Linked DNA regions of Mus musculus: regions 1 and 2 are each linked to region 3. A link is a contact called in public HiChIP or PLAC-seq and capture Hi-C data. All regions are on one chromosome and are shown on one strand. Each heading gives the region's core, a stretch centred on a gene start, on an enhancer-like site or on the middle of the called end of the contact. The rest is flanking DNA. Distances are from core to core; before and after follow the strand shown. Region 1 overlaps Fn1 (fibronectin 1). Region 2 overlaps Atic (5-aminoimidazole-4-carboxamide ribonucleotide formyltransferase/IMP cyclohydrolase). Region 3 overlaps Mreg (melanoregulin).

Region 1 (4,020 bases), core at 770-3,269, 570 kb after region 3:
ATCGCCACCTGTTGGCACCGGTTTAGCCAAACCGTGTCACATGTTAATTATGTATCTTAAAGAGTCCTAATGCTAGAAGAAACTCCCCCTTAGAGAAGTCATTATTACCCTATTTTAAAAATTAAGCAGTTTGAGGGCAGTGGAGTGAGTCCAGGGGCACTAGGTATGTTCATTGTCTTGAATACATTCATGGCCCCAACAAGGACACATGTCAAATTTTGTCCAACTGTACATCTTGACATTGCATAGCATGGAAGCTGCTGACCACCTCATGTGGTTGTTGTGATGGGTAGATGGTAATGTAGACTCCCACAAAAGTTACATCAGTGGCCCTCACAGATGCCCTTTCAAATGGACGGGAGAGATAGTAACATCCCGTGTTTACACTTGACTGAGTTCCATTTATACCTGTGGAGCTGGGGCTTACAGACAGGACAGAGCGGCCCTTATTTACAGATTATGTCCAGACAGACATACTCACTTAGCCACAGGTAGGCTATGGGACTGAACGCTTGGATGTTTTATCAGATGACGGAGTCCCGGGGAGCGTTATGCTTTCTCAAAGTCTCAATCAAGTTTAAAGCAAATCCCACTTTGCCTCTTCAGATCTCCTGCCTGGGACAGAATACTTAGTCAGTGTCTCCAGTGTCTACGAACAACATGAGAGCATCCCTCTCCGGGGAAGGCAGAAAACAGGTGAGCCACGTTAGCTACCAACGTTAAGCAACAAAATGATAGGTTGAGTCTATAGTTGCATCTCCACCTTTTGTGGCATTGATACATTACTTTTAATTTATTAATTAATTTATGATGACAATAATTAATTACAACTAATTAATAATTAATTTTAGTTATTGTAGAGTAGTGGTTTTGCCATGGTATTTTCACATGCTCTGTTGATGTTCCTCTTCCGTTCCTCTCCTTGCCCCCTGTCATCCTTCCTGGTCCCCTTTCTCCCTGTAGTAATGTACAGCCCCGTTTTCACTCTCGTCATCTTGTCACCTCTATCCTATGACCCTTTTCACTTTCTACCCTCTCCGCCTTAAAGCACCTTCTCTTCTCCCCACATTCCTTTTTCTAGTTTCAGGACCTTTGCTCTGCACATACATGTAGATGCTCTATACACACATATGAAAAATTAAAGCTAGGATCCAGGTACCAGAAAACTCCACTTGTCTTTCTGAGACTGGATTGCTTTGTTTAACATAATAATGTTACTTTGTTTAACATAACAATAGAGTTCCCTGGTTTCCTTGTGAATTTCACTGGTTTCTTGTCTTAGTTAAGGTTGTTGTGATATTTGTGAGGAAACACCATGATCAATAGCAAACTGGGGAGGGAAGGGTTTATTCGACTTACACTTCCACACTGTAGTCCATCACTGCAGGGAAACCAGGACAGGAACTCAAGCAGGGCAGGAACTTGGAGGCAGGAGCTGATACCCGGGGCCATGGAGGAGTGCTGCTTACTGACTGGCTTCTACCATGACCTGCTCAGCCTGGTTTCTTATAGAATCCAGGACCATGAGCCCAGAGAAGGCACTGTCCCGCCCACAGTGGGCAGGGCCCTGCCCTGTCAATCACTGATAAAGAGAAAGCCCTACAAGCTTGCCTAGATCTTACAGAGGCATTTTCTTAATTAACGACTCCTTCCTCTTAGATAACTTTAGCTTGGTCAAGTTTATGATATAAAGCTACCCAGAACAACGCTGAAGCCCTCAGAAGTATCAGTGTTTCGGTATAATGTAGAAATCGGCTATAATTTTACATATTGTTTCAATTACTTTTAAAAGGAAAAAAAGAAAGAAATGCTTGTGTAAGCTGATTGCGGTCAGCTATCAGTCCCGTATAACAGTGTCAGTTGCGTTCCCCACATCCTCCATCCTCGATGTCTAAGCTCGTGGTTGTTGTCTTTTGCTCCCCTCCTTGGGTGGGAAAAACAGGTCTCGATTCCCCAACTGGTTTTGATTCTTCTGATATCACCGCCAACTCATTCACTGTCCACTGGGTGGCTCCTCGGGCCCCCATCACCGGCTACATCATCCGCCATCACGCCGAGCATTCTGTCGGAAGACCCAGGCAGGATCGAGTGCCGCCCTCGCGGAATTCCATCACCCTCACCAACCTTAATCCGGGCACCGAGTACGTTGTCAGCATCATTGCTGTTAATGGCAGAGAGGAGAGCCCGCCACTGATTGGCCAGCAAGCCACAGGTAATTTTGTTTTTTTAATCCGCAAAGAAATCCCTTGGTGTGGACTTTGTATAGGTTTGGTGTAGACTGTGAAAAAGCTTCATGTTAGACACAAAGAGCAGTGGTGGAGCCAGGCGCAGCTGTGCGCGCTCATGCACGCAGGCACGCGCGCACACACGCGCACACACACACACACGCACGCGTACGCACACACACGCACGCACGCCTTTGATCCCAGCGCTTGGAGGCAGGTGGATTTCTGGATTGGAGGTCAGCTTGGTCTACAGAGTGAGTTCCAGACTAGCCAGAGCTACACAACAAGATCTTATCTCAATAAAAAGGGAAAGAGGACAGTGATAGACTGTGTGGTAAACATTTCTCCCTCTAAAAACATATTTATTTCTCTGAGAGATTGTCACCTGGTTCAGCTATGTTCTGGTGTTTTTGCTGGTCAGTCTTTATTTATGATGGTTTGAGAGAGCGTCATAGCCCAGACTGACTCAGAAGCTGGCTCTGTAGCCCAAGCTTATCTAAGATACTTCGCCTTGACTTGTGAGTGCTGGAGTTACAGGCATGAGCTACTACTACTCATGGATATTTACTGGTTTTTAAGAAGGTTTCATACAAAACCATAATATGGTACCAAAGTTACTGTAAACCTATGATTTTTGTTTCGTTAGCTGGGCTTGGTAGCACAGATGTGTAATCCCAGGTACTTGGGAGGCTGGAGCAAGAAGGCCATCCTGGGCTACTGTGAGTTCAAAGTTAGCCTGTGCAATTCAGTGAGGCTCATCTCAAAGTAAATAAAAGTTTTTTAAAGGGGTGCAGTGGATGTAGTGTAGTGGTGGAGTGCTCTGTGTGGCGTGAGTCAAGCCCTAGATTTTGGCTTTAAGCACAGATAGATATATTTTCAGTGACAATGACTGGGAGACCTGTTATCAGAACAATCTGTAGCTTAGCTGTGAATAGGGGCGTGTGTGACCACTATTTCCAAATAACACATAGTTAAGGGTGCATGGGGTGGGATCTCTGTGAGTTCCAGGCCAGCCTGGTCTACAAAGCGAGTTCCAGGACAGACAGGGCTGTTATAACACACAGAGAAACCCTGTCTTCAAAAACCAAAAGAAAAAAGAAAAGTGCATGGTGAGTGCTGCTGTAGTTTTTATAACTTCTGTGATTTAAATTATTTCCCAAAGAGACTGTTGAGGAAAAAAGGAATTCACAATTGGGATGGTCTCCATAGCCCCTTCCCTTGACCTCGCCATAGAATTTAACTCTGCTAATTCAGTGTTGCATTTAGATTTTTGTTTGAAGAGGATGTGTGTAATCGTTATCTGGGAAAGGACAAAGTGAACCTGAGCTTTCTTTGGAAGTTATACATGTGAAGTTTTCCTGTGATTTTTTTTTTTCTAGTTTCTGATATTCCGAGAGATCTGGAGGTCATTGCCTCCACCCCCACCAGCCTGCTCATCAGTTGGGAACCCCCTGCCGTCTCTGTGCGCTATTACAGAATCACCTACGGAGAGACAGGTCTGTTCATTTTGGGCCATTTCACCCTTAGAGGATCAGGGTTCGGGTGGGTAACTTGGAAATCTGACAGTGGGAACAGGATTAAATGCAAACAGGCCCATTTAGAAAACCCCCCTCCCTCCCTCCCTCCCTCCCCTCCCCTCCCCTCCCCCTCTTTCTTTCTTTCTTTCTTTCTTTCTTTCTTTCTTTCTTTCTTTCTTTCTTTCTTTCTTTTTCTGTCCAAAAATGCATGGGAGCTACATTTAATTGATTGTAATGAAGTTCAAAGGTGGTTTATACACTACAGCAAGGGTGGGAAG
Region 2 (3,840 bases), core at 691-3,190, 610 kb after region 3:
CTGAGGCCAGGCATCGACTGCTCGAGTGGCCTGTGCACATCCCCAGACTCTAAGGGGCTATCTGAAATCATCCCTACAATTCTACGTCCCCAGCACACTCCAGTTCTTGCTTACCCTTTTAGCTCGGTCCACATTATCCCTGAAAGGAAAGAAGGCGTCGGAGCTGACAGACACGCCGCTCAGCTTGTCCACCCATTCCTTCTTCTCCGCCTCCGTGAGTAACTCAGGAACCTCTTCGAACAGTGCTTCCCATTTCACCAGGTCTTCGCCCTAGGGAGCCAGGGACGGAAAGGGAGCCCAGCATCACTGTTAGCGCAATCCAATGAGAGCACAAGGCCAGCAACCACTAGGGCATTCTCCTGTCTGCTCACTAAACAACACGCCGAGGTTCTTTGATGTTTTAAAAACATGTTCATTAAGGAAAGGTCATTCTTAGGTTGCCAAAGAGAATAGATTGTACTTTTGTTTATCCTAAAACCTACAATAGTCCTGACTCTCAAAGTTAAATCTGTAATTTTATATACCTTCACCAAACCATTTAAGACAATGCTTCATGTCTAACCTAGGACCTGGATAATAACTGATGTCTGTGTACATGAACTACATGTACAACTGTTTCAGGTATAAAGTCAGCCGCAGGCAAATCAAAGAGACGCACGGCATTTACTACTATCTGATGCTGTCACCTCACAAGCTGACCATGAAGTGTAATCCCAGTGCAGAGGTGGTAAGTAATAAGGCCTTCTGCAGGCTGCAATGGAGCATGCCGACAATCCTGCACTCACAGCTGCAGTGCAGCTCAGCCTACACTAGAGCCACCATCTTACATGAAACCAAACAAAACCAGAAATAGTACCAAAACCACACGGAGCTGCTAAGGGCTTTTGTATAAATGTGGTAGGAGAAGGCCCCTGGTGACCAGCTATCAGATCACGTGTGGCTCAAGTCTAATGTCACCTCTGCTGACACTAGGGGATGCTGGCAGATGGAGAAGAACAGCCCTGCAGTGACAATATTATAACCCATAGGGGAAGTACGGGCCTATAAAATTAATCCGAATTCATTACCCAGGAAGCAGAGGTTTGTGGTTCAGAGGTTTGTGGGCGCAGCAGTGAGGTTGACAGGGGTGAGGAAGGTGTTTTAAGCATTTCACACTACTGAGGGTTTTGAGAAGCCTCTCTGTGGTAGGATGGTGGAAGACTGTCATACATGAGACGACCGCAACACGGTCCACTGGGAAGCCAATCAGTCCGCACCTCACCGATAGTGCCGGTCACATACTGATCAATCGCATTGGAGATCTCTGCTCTCTTCACCCCGGCTTTAAACTTCATGGACAGCACTCGTGGGTGGTGCCGAAGCCACCAAGAGTTTGCCTTATCACCTGCAAGGCGAGTGCAGTGTATCCGAGACTGCTGTCCTGCTCCGATGCCAATAACCTAAGGAACACGGACGTTAGCAATCAATGACATTTCTCCCGCAACACTGTCTTTTCAAAGAATGACAGTAGTGAAGCTTCCACTCTGAGTGGCTTTGCTGGCTCTGGAGATCCTGCCCAAGGACCAGAGACCACAGTCTGTCAGGATTTAGTGACTAAAACTGGCAAACTTCATAGCTGGCAACCATGAAAATCCTGAAAGGCTCTTCTGATGAGCTGTGTGTGAGTGTGTGTGTGTGTGTGTGTGTGTGTGTGTGTGTAAACCAGTCTTACTAGCCCCACCCGAGGCAGCTTCCTCTAAGCAGGAACCAGTGTACCCAAGTGCAGTACTTGGCTCTGGCTAGTTTTCAAGTCTACTAAGGTGCTGAGTAAATCCTGACTGACACAGCAGGAAGAGAAACTTGGCAAATCTCCCTTTCCCGGCACCAAGGCTTTTGCCTACTGTTCTGTTCTGCTTACTCTTCTGTCCCAACAGCTTGGTTACCTGCCCATCCTTGGCATAGCACACCGAATTAGACTGAGTATACTTGACAGCGACGGTGGCGACAATGAGGTCTCTGAGTGCAGACTCCGGCAGCTGAAACAAACAGGACAGCTAAGTCTCACCAGGCTTTAGAAATCTCTTGATTTTAAGGTACGGATATAATGTGACAGACCTAATACAGTTAGGTCCCTCAGTGACAGCCAGATGGACAAATTATGCTGCACAGTCATACTTTACTCAAGACTGAACCACGTGAGCACAGCTGTGACTACTGCAGTGCACTCTCTGCAGTCCCATGTGTCACTCTCACACTGATAACAACCATTCAGCAACACAATGAGACACGCTCTTCATTTGAAAATGACAATACTTTTTGGTTGGAATTTCTTTAACTGAGGATATAAGATTCAGGATCAGAACTAACATGAAGATTAATTTTCATATACGTTGTGCACTGCTATGATGTACATATAACCACTGCTATTCTGGAAAAGTCAAATTATAGTATTTCTTGCTTTGCCGAAAACATTTTAAGAAGCTATTTAAAAATATTTTAAAATTTAAAAATATTTTGCACCTGGTGGCAATGATGCACCTTTAATTCCAGTACCTGGCAGGTGGATGTCTGTGAGTTCAAGGTCAGCCTGGTGTACACAAAGAAATAGTTTTGGAAATAAATAATTTTTTTTTTTTTGCAAACTCTAAAGCCAACATTCAGCATTAAGTCTGTAAAACGTCACCTTTGGTACAAATTAGCAAGGAGAACAATGAAGCAAGTGTGCACTCTAAGCATGCGAAGGGTGTCAGCTACAGACAGCTACACTAGCTACAAAAAAGATACAGGAGGCCTGCAGTCCCAGCAATCAGCACTCAGAGGTCAATGAAGGATGACCTGGGCTTCAAGGCCAGCCCAGACTACACACACACACACACACACACACACACACACAGAAGAATGAAGTTATGTTGCTTGTGAAAAAAATGAATGTAACTGAGGATAATCATATTAAGTAAATAACTTAACCACTCTCAGAAACACAAATATTCTATTTTGCTTGTGCTCCCTAGATCTATAGATATATAAAATCATGAATCCACAGTATGTACAATATGAAAGAAGAAAAAACTGTCTATGGGAAGAAAGAGAAGAGAGTGGGGAGGACTAAAAGGGGGAGAGGGGGAGAATGTATGGTTAAATACAATATCCACTGTATGCATGAAAATGTCCTTATGTTATACAGTATCATATATATTGAGTACATGCAATGAAAATTTAAAAATAAAGAAAAAGATAAGCTTGGCTTCATCCGAATGAAGCTTCTACTCTGCAAAAGGGAAACGGGATAAAGAATGTAGGAGAGAGAACTCAACAACTGCACGTGAACCCACACTTCTTACATCTCAACATCTGAAGATTAGTTTTAAAAGATTTTCAGGGGAACGAGCAGGGTTGTGGGAGGGGGGTGACCAGGAGGGGGGCAGTGAGTGGGATGTAAAGTAAATAAGTAAAATAATAAAAAAATGGTTTAAAAAAAATATATATATATATATTATTCTAACATTATATATTAACATCACTAATATACCCTTCATCTTTTGTTTTGAGCCATCCAGTACACATGACTCTATAGAAAATAGCCTCTCAGAAGTCCACTTCAAATATACCCCTGGCACTCTGAGTTAGATCAAAGACGATGAGCAATGCCTGTGGGGCGGATGGAAGCAAACTCCCCACTGAAGCCCAATCTTATTTTTAAAGGGGGGAGACTTCAGATCTCTTTTATCTTTTACTCTAGCTACAATGGCCTCTTGTAAGTAGACCAGTGCCCCTCCAGAAGCACAGAAAAGCCAGACGCACAGCAAAGATTCAGAGAAAAAAACTGAGGAAGGAAACAGTGAGCTCAACAATCTGAACATT
Region 3 (3,678 bases), core at 466-2,965:
GCAAGCACCTTCACCTGTGAGCCAGCTCGCCAGGCCATGCTTGCCCCTGCTTCCATTGGTTCAGGAGACGGAACTCAGGGCCTTATGCTTGCAGGCACACAGTCTCCCAGGGCATTTTCAACGCTGAATGTTCTGTGTAGTGACATTTAGCACGTTCCTAGTCTTTGGCAGCTATCTATTCTTTAGTCTCCAGGCCTTTGCGTATGTAAGTCTCAGGGCCTAAACTCAAGTCGTCAGATTTGCCAGTGAGCACTCTTACCTGCTGGGCCATCTCAGTAGCCTTTGCCTTTTGTTATTTTATTTTATTTTATTTTATTTTATTTTATTTTATTTTATTTTATTTTATTTTTTGTTTAGGAGTCTGTCTTTTTCCATTGTCCAGGCTGGCCTGGAAATCTCTCAAGCTTGTCTCAGGCTTGATAACCTCCTGCTTTAGGCTGCCGAACCTGCTGGGATTAGAAGGCAAGGGCCGCCATTGCTGTGGGGCTGTTTTTGAGGCTCTGTCCTCATTGACTTCCGTCTGAAGCTGCAGGAGGGAAGGTTTGTGGAAGTGGTAAATGTACTTACAAACACCAGCAGCTCTGTGATGTAGGCAGGACCAGCTGGGCAGAAACTGGCCGGCTTCCTCCATAGCCGTTGTGTCCTGTCCCTGAAGCAGAGGGCCAGGCCTCTGTGGGTTAGTGTGTGTGAGGAAGGCTCTTCTTAGTCGGCAGGTGGGCTCAAGACAATCTGCTGGTAAGATTCTACCTCCGGGTACAGAAGGCAGATGGAGTTGAGAAGAAACTAAAACTACAAATGTGTCTTAAAAGTCTTATTTTAAAAACAAACAAAGCAACCAACCAGTTGACCCTGTATACATTCAAAACACTGAGGACTAATGCCAAGCTTATTGAGGACCACTGCCCGGCTGATTGATTGATTGATTTATATTAAGGTTAATTTTATATGTCAACGTATTTGGGCTACAATGTACAGGTATTTGGCCAAATATTCTGGGGACTGGCCGGGTGGCTCAGTGGGTAAAGTGCTTGAGGATCTGAGTTCAGATCTCAGTTCCCATATTGAAAGCTGGCCGTGGTGGCGTTTACCTTCCAGCTCAGCGGTGAGGAGGTAGAGATGGAGGACCCCTGGTTCTCAGAGGCCAGCCTCTGCCTGTATCCCTGTTCAGTGATCACCGGGTTCCTTGATAGACCCTGCCCAACTGTGTGTGGTGCTGAGGATCCAGACTCAGGGCCTCCAGCGAGTGCAGCAAACGCTTTACCCGTCAGCCACTTTCCCAGTGAAAGTACAGTTAGTACATCACAAATGGCTGCTCTAGTAGGTGGTGTGCAGCCTGGCTAGAGAAGAGGATCATGGGTATATATATCTGAGAAAGGCTGTCTGTCTGCTTGCTGAATGGAAAGGTGTGCCTATCTCATCTGAGTACACAGATGCTGCTGTGCCCTTGTAGTTTCCTTACTGCCTGGATACAATTCAGATGTGTTACCTTGTCGTCATGGGCTTTATTTAAAGAAAAAATTCTCCCTAGTACTTATAGCATAATCCGTGATGATTTGCCCCCCCCCCCCGCTCCCCCCGCCCCATGCTTTTCTAAACTGATTGGCTTTGCTTTACTTGAGTGCTCTGGAAACTGGGTGGGGATGAGGGAGGGTGTGTGTCTATGAGTGGCCGAAGCAGGCTCTGTGGAACTCCTCCAAAGTGGACTGGCTCAAGCGTGATGAAGCCATCGGTCACATGTGTGTTTGCAGTGTCACGTTAGTCGCTTGCAGTGAAGCCAGTCGCTTACTCCAGAGCTTTATTGTAGCCTTCCCCCTCCCCCCCCCCCCACTCTGTCCTTGTAAACATTCCTGCCCTGACTCCTGCCCTCTGTCGGTCTTGCTTCTCTCAGAATAAATGAAATCAGCTCTTAATTGCTTGAGAGGCTCGCCACAGACCCACTGGGACCTCCTGCTGTCAGTGTGACTCAGCTGGGGATCACGGGAGGGTTCTGACGAGTATGCAGAAGAGGCTTGCGGCTTGTTTGCTGGCTTTGATTGCACCTGTGTGGGAAATAGGAGATCCTTCAGTTCTGGAGGGGGTGGAGAGCTGCAGCTCAGCCTTCAGGTCCCTAGGATACCGGGGAAAGGGATCATCAGGGTGCAGGGCTCCTGGATACCTGTTGTTCCATCAGCAATTGTTACGCATGCTGGTTTGGCTGTGCCACTTTATGGTTGTGCAGTTTAAGAGTCAGTCCATGTAGCTAATGAATACCAGCAGGCACAAATAATTGCCAAGTTTAATTATGGATCAGGTGAGGAAAAGTCACACCCAGCTTTTTTTTCCCCCCTAGTTTATTGTCTTTGTTATCAAAGCTCTTAACTCGGGGTGATTTTCTGTGGACCTGAGTTAAGACGAGCTGAGCTCCCCCTTCCCTAAGCCGTGTGTGTTTCGTTGTAAGCAGCTTCCAGCGTGCAGAAGTGTGTGTTGGGACCACAGGTTGCTAGTACTGGCTGTGCAGTGTGTGACTCAGATCCAGGAGATCTGACACCCTTGATGGTTACCCAGGCCCAGGTAACCCAGGCCAGCCATCCCAGAGGGGTGTGATGGACGCAGCCTTTCCTACAGCCACCGCATCTTATCTGTTCACTCGTCCAACGGAATGTGATTCTGTTTCTTCAGGCTTCATTTTTACCTGATTTTCTTTTTTTCCCCTAGCTTCAGTTGACCTTACCAGAAAAAATATTGAAAATAGGTGCAAAAGGGTACATCTAGACGTCCCTCGGGGACGTGGCCTTCTTAGCTATTCGCTCTGGTCTCTTTCCAAACGGCCACATAAACTTTGGGGGACTCTGAGGAGCTCTAAGAGTGGGGATGGCAGGGGCTTGCAGGAAAGACTTGAGACTGTGGGCTGGGTTTTAATCCAGGCTTGACAATCTGCAAAAATAAATAGTAAAATACTTGGTCATATTATATTGAGTATGCTCTTTTTGTGCATAAAGTTGGTAAATGTCACTAATTTTTTCTAATGGTGTGTGTGTGAGTGTGTGTGTATGTGTGTGTGTGTGAGTGTATGTGTGTGTGTGTGTGTGAGTGTCTGTGTGAGTGTGTGTGTGTGTCATTATCTGTGTTAGTGTGTGTGTGTGAGTGTCTGTGTGAGTGTGTGAGTGTGTATGTGTCAGTGTCTGTGTGAGTGTGTGTGTGTGTGTGAGTGTGTGTGAGTGTCTGTGTGTGTGTGTGTGTGTGAGAGTGTGTGTGTGTGTGTGAGTGTCTGTGTGTGTGTGAGTGTCTGTGTGAGTGTGTGTGTGTCTGTGTGAACTGCTGTGTGCAGTCACGTTTCATTGTGTCTTTGCTTCCCCAGGCAGAGGATTGGAAGGAATGGGTTATATGTAGGAATGGAAGCAGAGTCTTTGAAGTAGGATTGTCCTACCTTCTTGGTGATCAGAAAGGAGAGTGTCCTCTGCATGCAAAACTGTCCCTTTCATAATCTTTAAGGAATTCTCCAGTCGTAGCCTCCAGTGTGTTTGTCAACAAGTACCAGAACCTTGGGTTTTTTTTTTTTTTTCTTCTCTTCTCAGCTTTCTATGCAAGTGAGTGTCCACTTTGAGGCCTAGCTCAACTGGGAGTTTTTAAATAAAGCAGATGTTAGGAGGAATTCAGCTGGGAGGGGGATGAATTTAACCTGTATTGTGTTTTTTTTTA

What was found. HiChIP or PLAC-seq counts read pairs in DNA pulled down with a chosen protein or histone mark. Capture Hi-C pulls out chosen DNA fragments and counts their contacts.
Region 1: a capture Hi-C map of embryonic stem cells shows a contact between it and region 3, with 6 times the contacts expected there. The contact joins two enhancer-like sites. A contact is called at or near these places in 2 of 115 datasets of contacts at active chromatin or transcription factors (both in embryonic stem cells) and 2 of 9 other capture datasets (adipose tissue and embryonic stem cells).
Region 2: an H3K27ac HiChIP or PLAC-seq map of hepatocytes shows a contact between it and region 3, with 9 times the contacts expected there. The contact joins two enhancer-like sites. A contact is called at or near these places in 1 of 484 Hi-C or Micro-C datasets (liver), 4 of 115 datasets of contacts at active chromatin or transcription factors (differentiating embryonic stem cells, embryonic stem cells, extraembryonic endoderm stem cells and 1 more) and 2 of 9 other capture datasets (embryonic stem cells and pancreatic islet).

Annotation. Positions count from the first base shown.
Region 1 is chr1:71,607,605-71,611,624 of GRCm38.p6, reverse strand. Fn1 (fibronectin 1) reads left to right here. Exons shown (of 46, transcript NM_010233.2): 27 at 607-696; 28 at 1,943-2,212; 29 at 3,605-3,721. Among named protein-coding and RNA genes, the nearest start is that of Fn1, 44 kb to the left of the region's middle. Within about 2 kb of position 2,019, at least 4 of the 459 cell types and tissues checked have an H3K27ac peak or open chromatin away from gene starts, as enhancers often do. A contact at or near this core is called in embryonic stem cells, where this site is marked.
Region 2 is chr1:71,574,216-71,578,055 of GRCm38.p6, reverse strand. Atic (5-aminoimidazole-4-carboxamide ribonucleotide formyltransferase/IMP cyclohydrolase) reads right to left here. Exons shown (of 16, transcript NM_026195.3): 13 at 1,923-2,015; 14 at 1,257-1,439; 15 at 115-270. Among named protein-coding and RNA genes, the nearest start is that of Atic, 19 kb to the right of the region's middle. Within about 2 kb of position 1,940, at least 18 of the 459 cell types and tissues checked have an H3K27ac peak or open chromatin away from gene starts, as enhancers often do. A contact at or near this core is called in hepatocytes and liver, where this site is marked.
Region 3 is chr1:72,181,443-72,185,120 of GRCm38.p6, reverse strand. The region is part of intron 2 of Mreg (melanoregulin); the gene reads left to right. Among named protein-coding and RNA genes, the nearest start is that of Mreg, 29 kb to the left of the region's middle. Within about 2 kb of position 1,715, at least 79 of the 459 cell types and tissues checked have an H3K27ac peak or open chromatin away from gene starts, as enhancers often do. A contact at or near this core is called in embryonic stem cells, hepatocytes and liver, where this site is marked.